Linked DNA regions of Mus musculus: region 1 is linked to region 2. Evidence: chromatin contacts called from public Hi-C data. All regions are on one chromosome and are shown on one strand. Each heading gives the region's core, a stretch centred on a gene start, on an enhancer-like site or on the middle of the called end of the contact. The rest is flanking DNA. Distances are from core to core; before and after follow the strand shown. Region 1 has its middle 48 kb from the start of Gm46069. Region 2 has its middle 69 kb from the start of Gm29243.

Evidence for each region. Hi-C and Micro-C count contacts between places; a contact is called where the count stands out from the background.
Region 1: a contact with region 2 is called in a Hi-C map of bone marrow-derived macrophages, with 16 read pairs. The contact joins two enhancer-like sites. A contact is called at or near these places in 1 of 39 promoter capture datasets (liver), 1 of 484 Hi-C or Micro-C datasets (bone marrow-derived macrophages) and 5 of 115 datasets of contacts at active chromatin or transcription factors (embryonic basal ganglia, embryonic stem cells, memory CD8 T cells and 1 more).

Annotation. Positions count from the first base shown.
Region 1 is chr8:34,735,239-34,741,493 of GRCm38.p6, forward strand. No RefSeq gene overlaps it. Among named protein-coding and RNA genes, the nearest start is that of Gm46069, 48 kb to the left of the region's middle. Within about 2 kb of position 4,908, at least 48 of the 459 cell types and tissues checked have an H3K27ac peak or open chromatin away from gene starts, as enhancers often do. A contact at or near this core is called in bone marrow-derived macrophages, where this site is marked.
Region 2 is chr8:34,282,721-34,288,527 of GRCm38.p6, forward strand. No RefSeq gene overlaps it. Among named protein-coding and RNA genes, the nearest start is that of Gm29243, 69 kb to the left of the region's middle. Within about 2 kb of position 4,416, at least 38 of the 459 cell types and tissues checked have an H3K27ac peak or open chromatin away from gene starts, as enhancers often do. A contact at or near this core is called in bone marrow-derived macrophages, where this site is marked.

The sequences.
Region 1 (6,255 bases), core at 3,658-6,157, 450 kb after region 2:
CCACATGGTGGCTTCCTGTAATGAGATCTGATGCCTTCTTTTGGTGTGTCTGAAGACAGCTACAGTGTACTTACATATAACAATAAATAAATCTTTAAAAGAAACAAAAAGAATCAGTTCTCAGCTTCCTCACACCCAACAGAAGCCTGACCTAAATATCAATTTGGAGAACAGTTTGGTTTTCCCAGCATTCTCTTTGTTCTGTTTAGACCACATTTTCCTCTGTCTGGGTAGGTGCTTTTCATGTCTTTGTTATGTTTGTTCTTCAATAGTTGGGTTTAAAATATTTACTCTTGGTGATGATATTCAATAATCCTTTGCCTATTGCTGGTAGATACAAATTCTATTAATGCTTTTCTCATTTGTTTGTTTTGTCTGCATTGTTTTTGAGATAGGGGTCTATGTTGCTCAGGCTGACCTTGAATGTCCTAGGCTCAAGGGATCCTCCTGCATCTGCCTCCCGAGTAGCTAGGTTCACAGTCACACTCCACTCTGCCCAGCTACAAACGTTATTCACTTTTATTATCGTTCTGTGAGGTGGTTTTTGTTGTTTTGGTTTCTCAAGACTGCTCTTGGTATCCCTGGCTGTCCTGGATCTTGCTCTGTAGACTAAGCTGGCCTCAAATTCAGAAATCTACCTGCCTCTGTCTCCAGGGTGCAGAGACTAAAAGCGCGTGTTATTCATACTTTTATATGTAGATACTGTTTTACTTCTGCAGTCTAAAAGTCTATCCGTTGCTTACATTTGGAATTTCTTTGTAGTAGCATGTCATCTATGAGACATTTTCTTCCTGCCTATCTAACCCTATGACCTCTTAACTCTCTCATTCCCTTCTTAACTGTCCTTCTCTCCTTTGGACTTCATACAATGAAAGGCAGAGACAGCCCCAGAAAGAACTCGTATCTCACCTCGGTCACAGAGATAAGTTTCAGAATGCCACTATCACATACAACATTTGTTGTAGAATTTTTGAAAATGTGCATAATGTTAAAACAATATCCATTCATAAATAACATACCTAAGATGCTCTTAGATAATTTTTTTCCTCCTGGTATTCTGCTCTTTAGATAATACTTCTCCTTCACTGAATCATGGCTGAACTGTATATTCAAAAGAGTGTGGCAGAAATGAGGTGTGACTGCCAAAATGACATCATCAAAGGCATTTCGGCTTCCTCCTAATCTCTAGAGGATCTCTGGTAGATCGTTCACCTTGGGGAAAGCCCACCTCTGTGTCTGAGAAGACCCAAGCAGCTCTAATAAAGACAAAAGAGTGCTTCCTGCAGTCACCATCCCAGGCTAACTAGTCAAACATATGCCTGTCTCACAGATCGGCCAGTTCAAGGCTTGATGTCACCGCAGCCCACCCAAAATACTGACCAGAGTGAAAACTGCTAGCACACTCTGCTCTTAAATCCCCCAGTGGAGAAGGACATGTGCTTATTGTTTTGAGCCACAATGCTCCGAAGATAACTGGCCATGAAAGAATAGATGCTATTGTTTTTGCTCTTACTTTGCTATGAACTCTCACTTTAAGTAGCTGTTAAGTTTATCCAAATGCTTTTCGAGACAGGGTTTCTCTGTATAGCCCTGGCTGTCCTGGAACTCACTTTGTAGACCAGGCTGGCCTCAAACTCAGAAATCTGCCTGCCTCTGCCTCGCTAGTCCTGGGATTAAAGGCATGAGCCACTATGCCCGGCTAAAACCAACTTTTAATAAGGGCCCTTCAATGCTTTAACCTCCCTTCTAGCCCACCACCCACCAGAAGTAATGGAAAGAAAAGGTTAGTAGGACAAAGGAGGATGTGAACCTGTTCAGAAATACTTCTTTGGAACAAATTCAATCTTCTTTGCCAAGATATTAGCAGTTCAGTTCATATGAATCAGCAGCCGGCAGCTTGATCCGCTTGCAAATACCATTCATGAATCAGCAATGGCCGTTTGATCCAGAAGAAACATGAAGGCTCTGCCAATAGACCTGAGTCTGTAGAAATGACAAGAGGCCATAGAAACACTACAGAAGTTCTTTGGTGGCATTTCTCTCTACAACAAACAATGCCCAGCAAAGAGTGGCAAGGAGAACCAATGCCATACAGCACTGTCCACTGTGTGTTGTGTTAGATTTATGCCCTTCCCAAACATCAGGTGTTTTCTCAAATGTCCACTCTAGCAAAACATCACATGCCCTTTTTTCTGAGCTGCTTCCAGAAAAACACCACATGTCTGTTTCTCCCACATGTCTGCTTCAGCAAAAACATCCTCTCATAAGATAATTTCCAGAAAAACATCACATGACACCAGAAATTTCCCACTTCACATTTTATCAATCTTTCTTGCTGGTTGTCAAAACTCTTAGCATTAGAGACTGAAGTTAAGGGATAAAATGGAACATGTCTGATTTGGGAGAAGGAAGACCCGTTTTCATTAGCAGTAAGCTGTTTCTCTATTCTCTAGAATCTCTCCAAAGCTCTGTTTTTCTTGCCATAAAATGGAAGATAGAAACATCTACCCTAATTTTCTGAACTGCTATTAGTATGATAATGAGTTACTTCACATGTATATGTTAAAGGACTATACAATTATAAGGTAAGAACTGTGCACACACTACACTGGCTGATGTTGACTGACAGTTGTCTACCTCAATTTTTTTTTGTTTCACCTATTAATGGAGATTTCATTGGGATGAGTGCTATGAGCTGTTCCAGAAACTACATGTCTTGCCTGTTCTTGTCTTTCAGAAGCTTCGTGGAGGTTTCTGGGAAACATTTGTTTTAGAGATGTACATGTGGGTCTCACCTCTTTCCCTTCAGACTTTCCTTTCTCCTTGCTACAGAACATGGATACTCTATTACAACTACAGGGCCAAATTAAAATCAAGTGAGAGAAAATACTAGAGACTGCAGACACCTTAGCTTTGATGAAGTTGGGCCGACGAGCTCCTGGTGATCAGATTTGAAAGTGCATCACAAATCAAAATAAACAGTCAACCGTGTGTGGTTTCTTTTCATTGATTCATTTTTTTGCTTTGAGTATATCCTAACCACACTTTCCCCTCCCTCTTCTCCTCCCTGTCCTCCCCCTCCATTTCCCCTCTCTTCCAGATCTACTCCTCCTCTTTCAGAAAGGAGCATGCCTCCTGAGGATATCCATCAAACTCAGTATAAAAAAATACAATAAGACTCAGCACATACCCTCATATCAAGGCTGGGTGAGAAAACAGGTGTGATTTAATTATTAATAAATGTTAACCCCACTGCTCTTCAAGAAAAATAAACCCACAAATTTTAGGATCTGTTATTTGTTGTGATTTAAGGTTTTCTACTAGGGCTGATTTCAAATGACCAGTGTGACATCATTCTGATGGTTCACATTGATCATTCATTTGACTGCCTAGGAGGATTGATTGTCTGGGGGGGGGATTTATAAAGTATGATTCTGGATGTGTCAGTGAGAGAATTTCCAGAGACAATTAGACCCCCAAGAGCTCTATCAAGGAACAGTCCCTTGATGGATATATCTTTCCCTGGCCCCTTTATGTGTTCTGTGTTCCCTGACCACCTTGAAGTGAATGTCACCGTGATGTATGTATTTCAGGCCAGGCTACCATAGAACTCTCTGAACAGAGAAGCAAAGTGAAGCCCACCTTCGTGATGTTGCTCTCTTACAGCTTTTGCTGATGGTTTCACTAAAGTAACTAATGTCGTCACACTATGCAAAGATATACACAGGAGCACACCATGCAGCAAGGCAAGTGTACCTGAGTGAACTAACAGATATTAATAACCCCAGGAACAGACACAGAATAGCATGTACTAATGTCAATAGGAAGTGATAGGTTTTGGGGTATTTTTCACCTTGGCAACATGTTTTTTTTTCACTGTTGAAGTTTGGACCCAAGGCTTTGTGAATGCTAAGCAAGAACCTTATAACTGAGCTATATTCTAGGGACAAAACATAAATGATCAAATTTTATATAAGTTTTCAGTTATAAAAATATTTAATATTTACCTTGCAAAATGCCTAGGAATTCATTCATAAGCTCCATCATTTCCATGTATGCCAGCATTGCACCAGACCATGTTATTAAACATACATTATTTGAACTGATGTAATAATTGTGTTTTGGGGGCACAGCGTGATATTTGAATGAACAAATACGAAGACTAATAATCAAATCAGGGGACCTGGCACGTCTCTCACCACAAGCTCTGACCCTCTCATGTTGAAAACATTCAAAATTCTCTCTTCTATCGTCTTCAAAATGTACCGTGGCTACCAATCATGGTCACCCTATGGGGCTGTAGGACATCAGAAATCATTCGTCCTATTCTGCTTCACCCTTGTCCTATCATAGAAGGAAAATTTCAGAAGTCCGCCAGGTCCTAAGGTACTATTTAAGAAGAGGAAGACAATTCTGTGCTGATTTGGAGAATAGCTGATCCAAAGTCATACAAAAATATCATGGCTTATGGTATTTCTAGTAGGATCCAATTTGTTCACGTGAAATTACTTTAGAGCTTGCTGTAGCTCTGTATTCACCATCAAGAGCTGCCTGCATCAGGGGCGCAGGTTAAAAGATGGCTCAGTGGCTAAGAGCATTCACTGTTCTTCCCAAGAAACTAAGTTTGCTTTCTGCACCCATATCATTGGGCAGCTCAGAGCTGTTGCAGGATTTTCCGTGTCCAATTACATTAGGGCAGCAGGAGGACTGTGATTGGACAGGGGAAAGGGAGGCGGAACTAAGAGTTGCAGAGTCTGCGTCTCAGAGAGGAAGGAAGATGGCTGATTAAGGCCATGCTGGTTCACATCGGCCTCTATTCTCCTCCTTTCTTCCTACCTTCTCTGAGATGCTCTCTGTCTCTGCAACTCTTAGCTCCACCTCCCTTTTCCCTGACAAATCACAGACCTCCTCCTGCCCTAATGTAATTGGACAGGGGAAATCCTGCAATACATAGCTGCCGGTAATTCCAACTCCATGAGATTTGACACCTCTTCTGGTCTCTATTAACATCTGCACACACGGAAAACACACACACGCACACTTAATTTTTTGTTGTTTTTGGTTTTTGGTTTTTAAGACAGGGTTTTTCTGTGTAATACCGGCTCTCTAAGAACTCACTCTGTAGACCACGCTGGCCTCAAATTCAGAGATCTGCGGCTTCTACTTCCCAAGTGCTTGGATAAAAGGCAAGCGCCACCACTGCCGGGCTCAATTTTTTTTTAAGACCTACATTTCTCTTTCCTGTGACTGTGGTTAGGTTAGTTTCAGAACGGGCTGTGTTAGTCATCTATTGCGCTATGAAAGACACTGTGATGTCTAGTACTTCAAATAAACCACTTTTCGTGCTTACAGTTCTTAGGGTCAGTAAGTGGGGCAAGGATTGAGAGGTCAGGTGACTTTTCCTGACACTGCCCGATGTTTTGGCAGGAGAGCTACTTAGACTGAAGGATGCCAACTAGGGTTGCTCAACTGTATTCTACATAGTGTCATTCTCTAGTGGGCTAGCCTGGTCTTCACACAGCAGTACCATTTTTCTATGAGGATGTAGACAGATGCAAGGTATCCTGAAGCCTGGCCTTAGAAGTCATATACTGCCATACTCTTGCCCCCAGTGTTCTACTGGTCACAAGGGCAGTCCGGCCTGAAAGGCTGAGGAAAGAGACTTGAAGGGAGGAGCTGCAGACTTTGTGACTGCCTTGAACCTACCATATCAGTATACCCCATCTAATGTTATCATCTTGCTCTGATGCCTACCCTCCCGCCTGTGTTCACAGCGATGCTGTTCTAAAGGGTAAGAGTTGAAACCCTTTCCAGAGACGCCTCAGCTGTGGTCAGGTGTCTGCAGCCTCATCGCTTCTTCTGTAGCTGTTGATAAGGCCAGGCCTAGCGAAACGTTCTTCAAACCATTTACCAGTATGACCTGCAGAGGCGGCATAATGGCCCCAATTTACTCTCAAGAGAGAGATGAGGAGGGGAACGGTCGCTTCCTTTACACTGGGTGCCCTTTCACGGCCCCCTTGCTGACAAGCCTGTATTAGTCAAAGACCAATAAGTGTGCTGACATTTGCTGAGAGCTGTTACCTTTAGAGACGTGGATAAATGTGCTAATGAGAGAGTTTTCTTGAGGGCTCTTATATGCAGGATGACTCCAAGCCATGGCCGAATGCAAACATCATCAGAACAGTGTGTTATACTTAATAGCCCAGAATGCTTCTGTAATACTTAATCCCCGTATACTTGTGACAGATCGGCCTC
Region 2 (5,807 bases), core at 3,166-5,665:
ATTTATAGATGAAGTCAGCTTCTTGCTTTGTCGTTAGGATTGCTACTTAGGTGGATACACACACACACACACACACACACACACACACACACACACATGCATATATACATACATATATATTTATACCTCTGTTTTTATTTTGTGTGTGGGTATTCTGCCTGCATAAATGTGAACCACATACAAGCAATGTCTATGGAGCCTAGAAGAGGACATTGGATCCACAAGGACTAGAATTATAGACAGTTGTGTTCTGCCATTTGGGTGTAAAATTGAATCTACATTCTCTGGAAAAGCAGCTGGAGATTGTAACCACTTTCATCCCTCTAGCCCCTCAAGTGGCTTGTCCTGGCTACTTGAAGCTACTTTTATGTCAACTTGACACAAGTTAGAGTCACCAGAGAGGAGGGAGCCTCAAATAAGAAAATGCCTCCATAAGATCTGGCTGTAGGAGAGCCTGTAGGGCATTTTCTTAATTAGTGGCGAAAGGCCCAGCCCATTGTGGGTGGGGCCATTCCTGGCCTAGCACTTCTGGGTCCTATAGGGAAGTAGGCTGAGCAAGTCATGAGGAGCAACTGTCCTAGACAGTTGTTCAGTCCACTACTGAGACATGAGTGTTGAACTCTCCACTGTTGATGCTATGTTGTGGATTTGACTATTCCCCATCTGAATAGATTATTGTTTCCATCATGTAGTTTGAAACCCGTGTTATGCGCATGCATATATGTTTAGCACTGATATATTTCTGGCAGATTTTATTATCATGACGTAAAATCACTCTTCACTTATTGTAATTTTAAAGTCATATACGATACTCTTTTTAGATCTTATATTATTTGTTTGAAATTACATCCTTTATGATCCAGCTTTCTTTTGATTAATGTTAATTTCGTATATCTTTTAATCCTTTTTCTACTTACCATCTCTTTATTTATATATGTATAAAATACACATAGTAAGGTCTTGCTATTTTTTGACTTCCTGTTTCTGCCTTCTAATGGGGACAGTTAGACCCTATTTTATATAACTATAGTTAGATTTAAATGTGCTACTTTTTCTATTTGTCATTTATTTTTCTCTTATTTTGCCTTTTCTACTTATTTTTGATAGTTTGATTTTAAGATATCCTCTTGATATATACCTCTTTCTTATTGTTTAGTGGTTGATGTGAATTTACAAAATACCAGTCTCCTTTAAAATTATAAATCATTTCTTCTGTTGCATAAGGTCTTTAAAACTCTATTCCTTTCTTGTCTTTTGTGCTGTTTTAGTCATATTATTCCTCCTCTATATGACATAAACTCTATAATGCATTAGTATTTTGCATTAACAAATTTCTTTTAAAAAGACTTACAATAACCAAAATGCCTTGGTGAATTTTCCAAGTTTAGTACCTTCATTGTTACTTTTATCTATGTGCGGGCTAAATTTTCCATCTCTTTTATCTCATTTTGTTTGAAGAATTTCTTTTAGTTGCAAATTTATATTTAATGCCAGTCTACTGGCAACTGAGACTCTCATGTTTTGTTTTTTTCTCAAAATAGTCTTTGTGTGTGTGATATATGTGTGTACATGTACATATGTACGTGTGTTTAGAGGACAGGTTCACTTCCAATGTCTTCCTCAGTCCCTCTTCATCTTATTCTTTGAGACAGGGTTTCTCTGAACCTGGAGCTGAGCGCTGTGCCTGCTACTTCATCTTTCCCTCAGGACTGTACAAGGAAGGATTCCATTACGGGTTTCATTTTCACCATAGGTGAAGTGTGTTTCTCTGGGACTCAGTGGAAGTATTTTCTCAACATTTCCCTTGCTCCTGCTTCATCCAATGACTGCTTTCTATCTGGGGCATCTTTACATGGTCATATTTTTCAGCTTTCAATGGTTGTAAGACACTGCTTGATCATTACGGGATTCTGAGCCAGATAGGTTTCTCCTGCTTCGAGAGGCTTTCTTAGGACAGTGGTAGAGAACTTTAACTTTGGTTTCTCAGGAGCAGCAAGAGTCTGCCTAGACTGGAGTGTGGGAGGCAGGAATGCCTTTGTTTCCTGGCAACTGTAGATGGTTACTTCATCTCAAGGAGTCTGCTAAGTGGGTGAGATTTCTCCTTTGTACCAGTGCAGCAAGTGTTCACAAGAGTACCAGTGCCACCCAAGGGCATCTCCTGCCCAGGGATGGCCCCACCCATCATCCTTTACGGTCAGATCTTATGTAGGCATCTTCCCAATTGAGGTTCCCTCCTTTCAGATATATCTTGCTTGTGTGTGAAGTTGACAAAAGACTAGCTAGCAAGAGAGGGTTCACAAGCATTCACCCCCAGCCAAGGAACTATTGATAGCTGATGTTTACTGAGGGACAGAAAGCCAGTTTTCTTTAAGTAGCCCCTGGTAGGTTGACCATGTCCTGTGGATGGCCTAGTACCTGTGAGTGTGTAGATAGCAGTAATTGGACTTGGTGAGCTACAACAAACAAACAGACAGACAGACAGACAGACAAACAAACAAACAAAAAGACATGAAGTTGGGAGGGATTAGAGGGAGAAGTGAGGGTTGAATACGATCAAAATGTATTGTATGCTTGTAGAACATTCTTGGATTTTTTTTTCAAATTATTATTCTTTAGACCTTTTTTACAGCCCAGTCTTCATCCCCTCCCAGTCCGCTCCCTAACTGTTCCCCATTCCATACCTCCCCCCACATCTCCAAGAGGATGTTTCCACACCCCACCCTATTCCACCAGACCTCCCCACTCCCTGGGGCCTCAAGTCTCTCAAGGGTTAGGTGCCTCTTCTCTCTCTGAGGCCAGACCCAGCAGTCCTCTGCTGTCAATGTGTAGGAGGCCTCATATCAGCTGGTGTATGCTGCCTGGTTAGTGGCTCAGGGGGTCTGAGAGATCTCGGGGGTCCAGGTTAGTTGAGACTGCAGATCTTCCCATGGGGTCACCCTCCTCCTCAGCTTCTTCCAGCCTATCCCTAATTCAACCACAGGGGTCCCTGGCTTCTGTCCATTGGTTGGGTGTAAGTATCTGCATCTGACTCTTTCAGCTGCTTGTTGGGCCTCTCGGAGGGCAGCCATGCTAGGCTCCTGTCTGCAAGCACATAGCATCCTTAGATTTAATAAAGACTGTTTATACATATTTAAAGGTTTGTTTATTTTTAATTTGGTGTATTTTGACTGTATGTGTGTCTATAGACCATGTGTGTGCAGTGCTCACAAAAGCCAGAAAAGTGTGTAGGAGCCTCTGGAGTCATAGATAGTTGTGAGGTGCCATGTGAGTACTGTGAGCCAATTCCTGATTTGATTCTATGCAAGAGCCACAATGAAAGACCCACAATGTGAGGACTTCCCCACGTTCTGACTCAGGAGAGGCGACACCCCAAAATCACCCACAAGAAACGGTCTTGCTGCAAATTGCAAGAGGATTTTTATTCAAGAGTGCTCTCGGGCCCACGGTCATACACCATGCAGGGGTAGAGGACCGTGTCGCGCCGAGTAGCTGGGTAAGGGGGTATTTAAAGGAAGAAACCACAACTCAAGGAAGTGGGGAGGGCGTTGTTGGAAGATACCAAAGATACCAGTTAAGAGTCACAAGGAAGTGTAAAGTTACAAGAGTCACAAGGAATACCTGGTAATTGTTAACTCTCAAGACAGCTTCTAAGAGCCTCTAACAATAGCACATTTGCATTGCAGGTTCTGGTAATGGCCAGGGTGACTTTCTTTGAATGAGCACTCTTTGAATCCAGGAAGCAGGTGGGTGGAGGAATGTCACTATCTGTTTTATGATTAGCATACCTTTACAAAGGCCACATTCCCCAGCCTGGGCCTAAAGGCCTAGAATTCTGTTTTTACTTTGTTATACTTTCAACATATGTTCTCGGCCATCGAGCTATCTCTCTAGTCTGTCTGTCTATCTATCTATCTATCTATCTATCTATCTATCTATCTATCTATCTATCTATCTATCTATCTATGAATCTATCTATCTTTCAGCTACACTGAAGTTACTATCTGTCTACAGTTCTCAACTGTGTGGTCTTGGAGGGATGATGCTTACAGACATAGCAGGGTGGACTCTCATCCAGTGTGTAGTATCCTCATAAGAGGAGAAGAGACATGGCAGAGACACCGGAAGACACTGCAAGGTGAATGGCTAGGAAAGCTAAGAAAGCCTGAGAGAGACAGAGAGAGAGAGAGAGAGAGAGAGAGAGAGAGAGAGAGAGAGAGAGAGAGAGAGACTCTGCTAGTCCCTTAATTATAAACTTCCAGTCCCTAGAAGGATGAAACACAGTTCTGTTGTTCTGACGTTTGTTTCAGGCACTCTAGGAGACCATCATGACTGGCTTTAAGGTCCACTTGCCCCAAATTAAAACCGACTCAGTAGGGAGCCTCACCAGGGAAACTGTTCTGATTGCTTTAATGGGTGTGACAAGACCCGGCCCAAACATGCATAGCACTTCCGAGTGGCAGCCCAGATAAAGGGGGCATGGCAGACAGAATATTTGCTTTTCATTCACTTGGCCTTCCCTCTTGCCACAGAGTTGTGTGCCCTAGCTGCTGCCCTCGACTGCTTTGCTTGTATCAGAAACAGCATTTCCTTCTTTCCATCATTGGCCAAGGACCAGCAGGTCTATCTCTCAGAGCCTTCCAAGTTTTGGCAGTAGATTGGGACATAGTCTTAAGGTCTAAGTAACTATAGGGCTCTTAACCTTTCTGGTGTGAGGTTGCTATTGTTACTATTTAAAAGTAAGCTGATTTAACAATATCTCTGCCTGTGTCTGTTTGTCTGTCTCTCTCTCCCCTCCCTCTCTCTTTCCCTCTCCCTGCCTCTCTTTCTCCCTCCTCTTCCCCCTTTCTTAATCTCTCTTTCAATACTATTTTGTTATTCTAGAGAACTCACTAACAAACATATATACACACTTAAGGCCTGAAGTGGTGAAGTGAAGGAAAGAAAATTACCTACATGGTGCTCTGGTCAGTTTCAGGAGGACACTGGCCTGAGAGAGAAGTTCTAGAATCATCCTCAGGCCTTCATAAGCTTGTCCCGTCTCTCTCTGGATTAAACTTAACTAGAAGTGTGAACCAGAAGTCAGGTGAGCCCATGTCAGTCAGCCTTCTAAGACAGCAGAATTGGGGAACACTCCATGGAAGATGCCATGGAGCATGGGGCACAAAGAGCCACTCCTGAGGGTTTTGCAAGATGAGGTGACTCTGTCAAGTTGCTTGTGGGAGATGACATGAATCTTCAAAGCACCACAAAGGCAGATCTGATGTTTGGCTGACTCACTGTGACCTTGCATGCTACAATCCAGCTTCCTGCTACTCCTGCTCCATCATCTTTGGAGGGGGTTAAGCTAGCTGGCTCCTGGTGATCTCATCTTGGCCTCACGGTGAGCAAACAGGAATGAGTAATTGTATGCCAGACAGTAAGAGAGCGAAAATACATTTCTCAAGATTCATAACTTGAATTTTTTATGACATTGAGCTGGTTTCGGTGAAGGAAACTTGTTGTCGATAGTAATTATACTTTTATAGCTTAGCTGTTGAATTCTTAAAAGAATGTGTTTTCAAGTTAATAGTCTCTTCTTAATTTAGTAGATTTGTGACATTTTTGTTGCTTATAATTTAAGTATCTCCCCACCCGTTTATTTTATCTGCATTTACATAGTCTGGAAGGCCCATTTAAGAGAAATATTTCCTTCTTTCCTCCCTCCCTCCCTTCTTCCCTCCCCCTCTTTCTTCCTTGGACAGGCTTATTGGGTTGTCCTGCAAGCTTATTGAGTTGCACTGCAAGAGAGCAGTGGTAACAGCAACAGA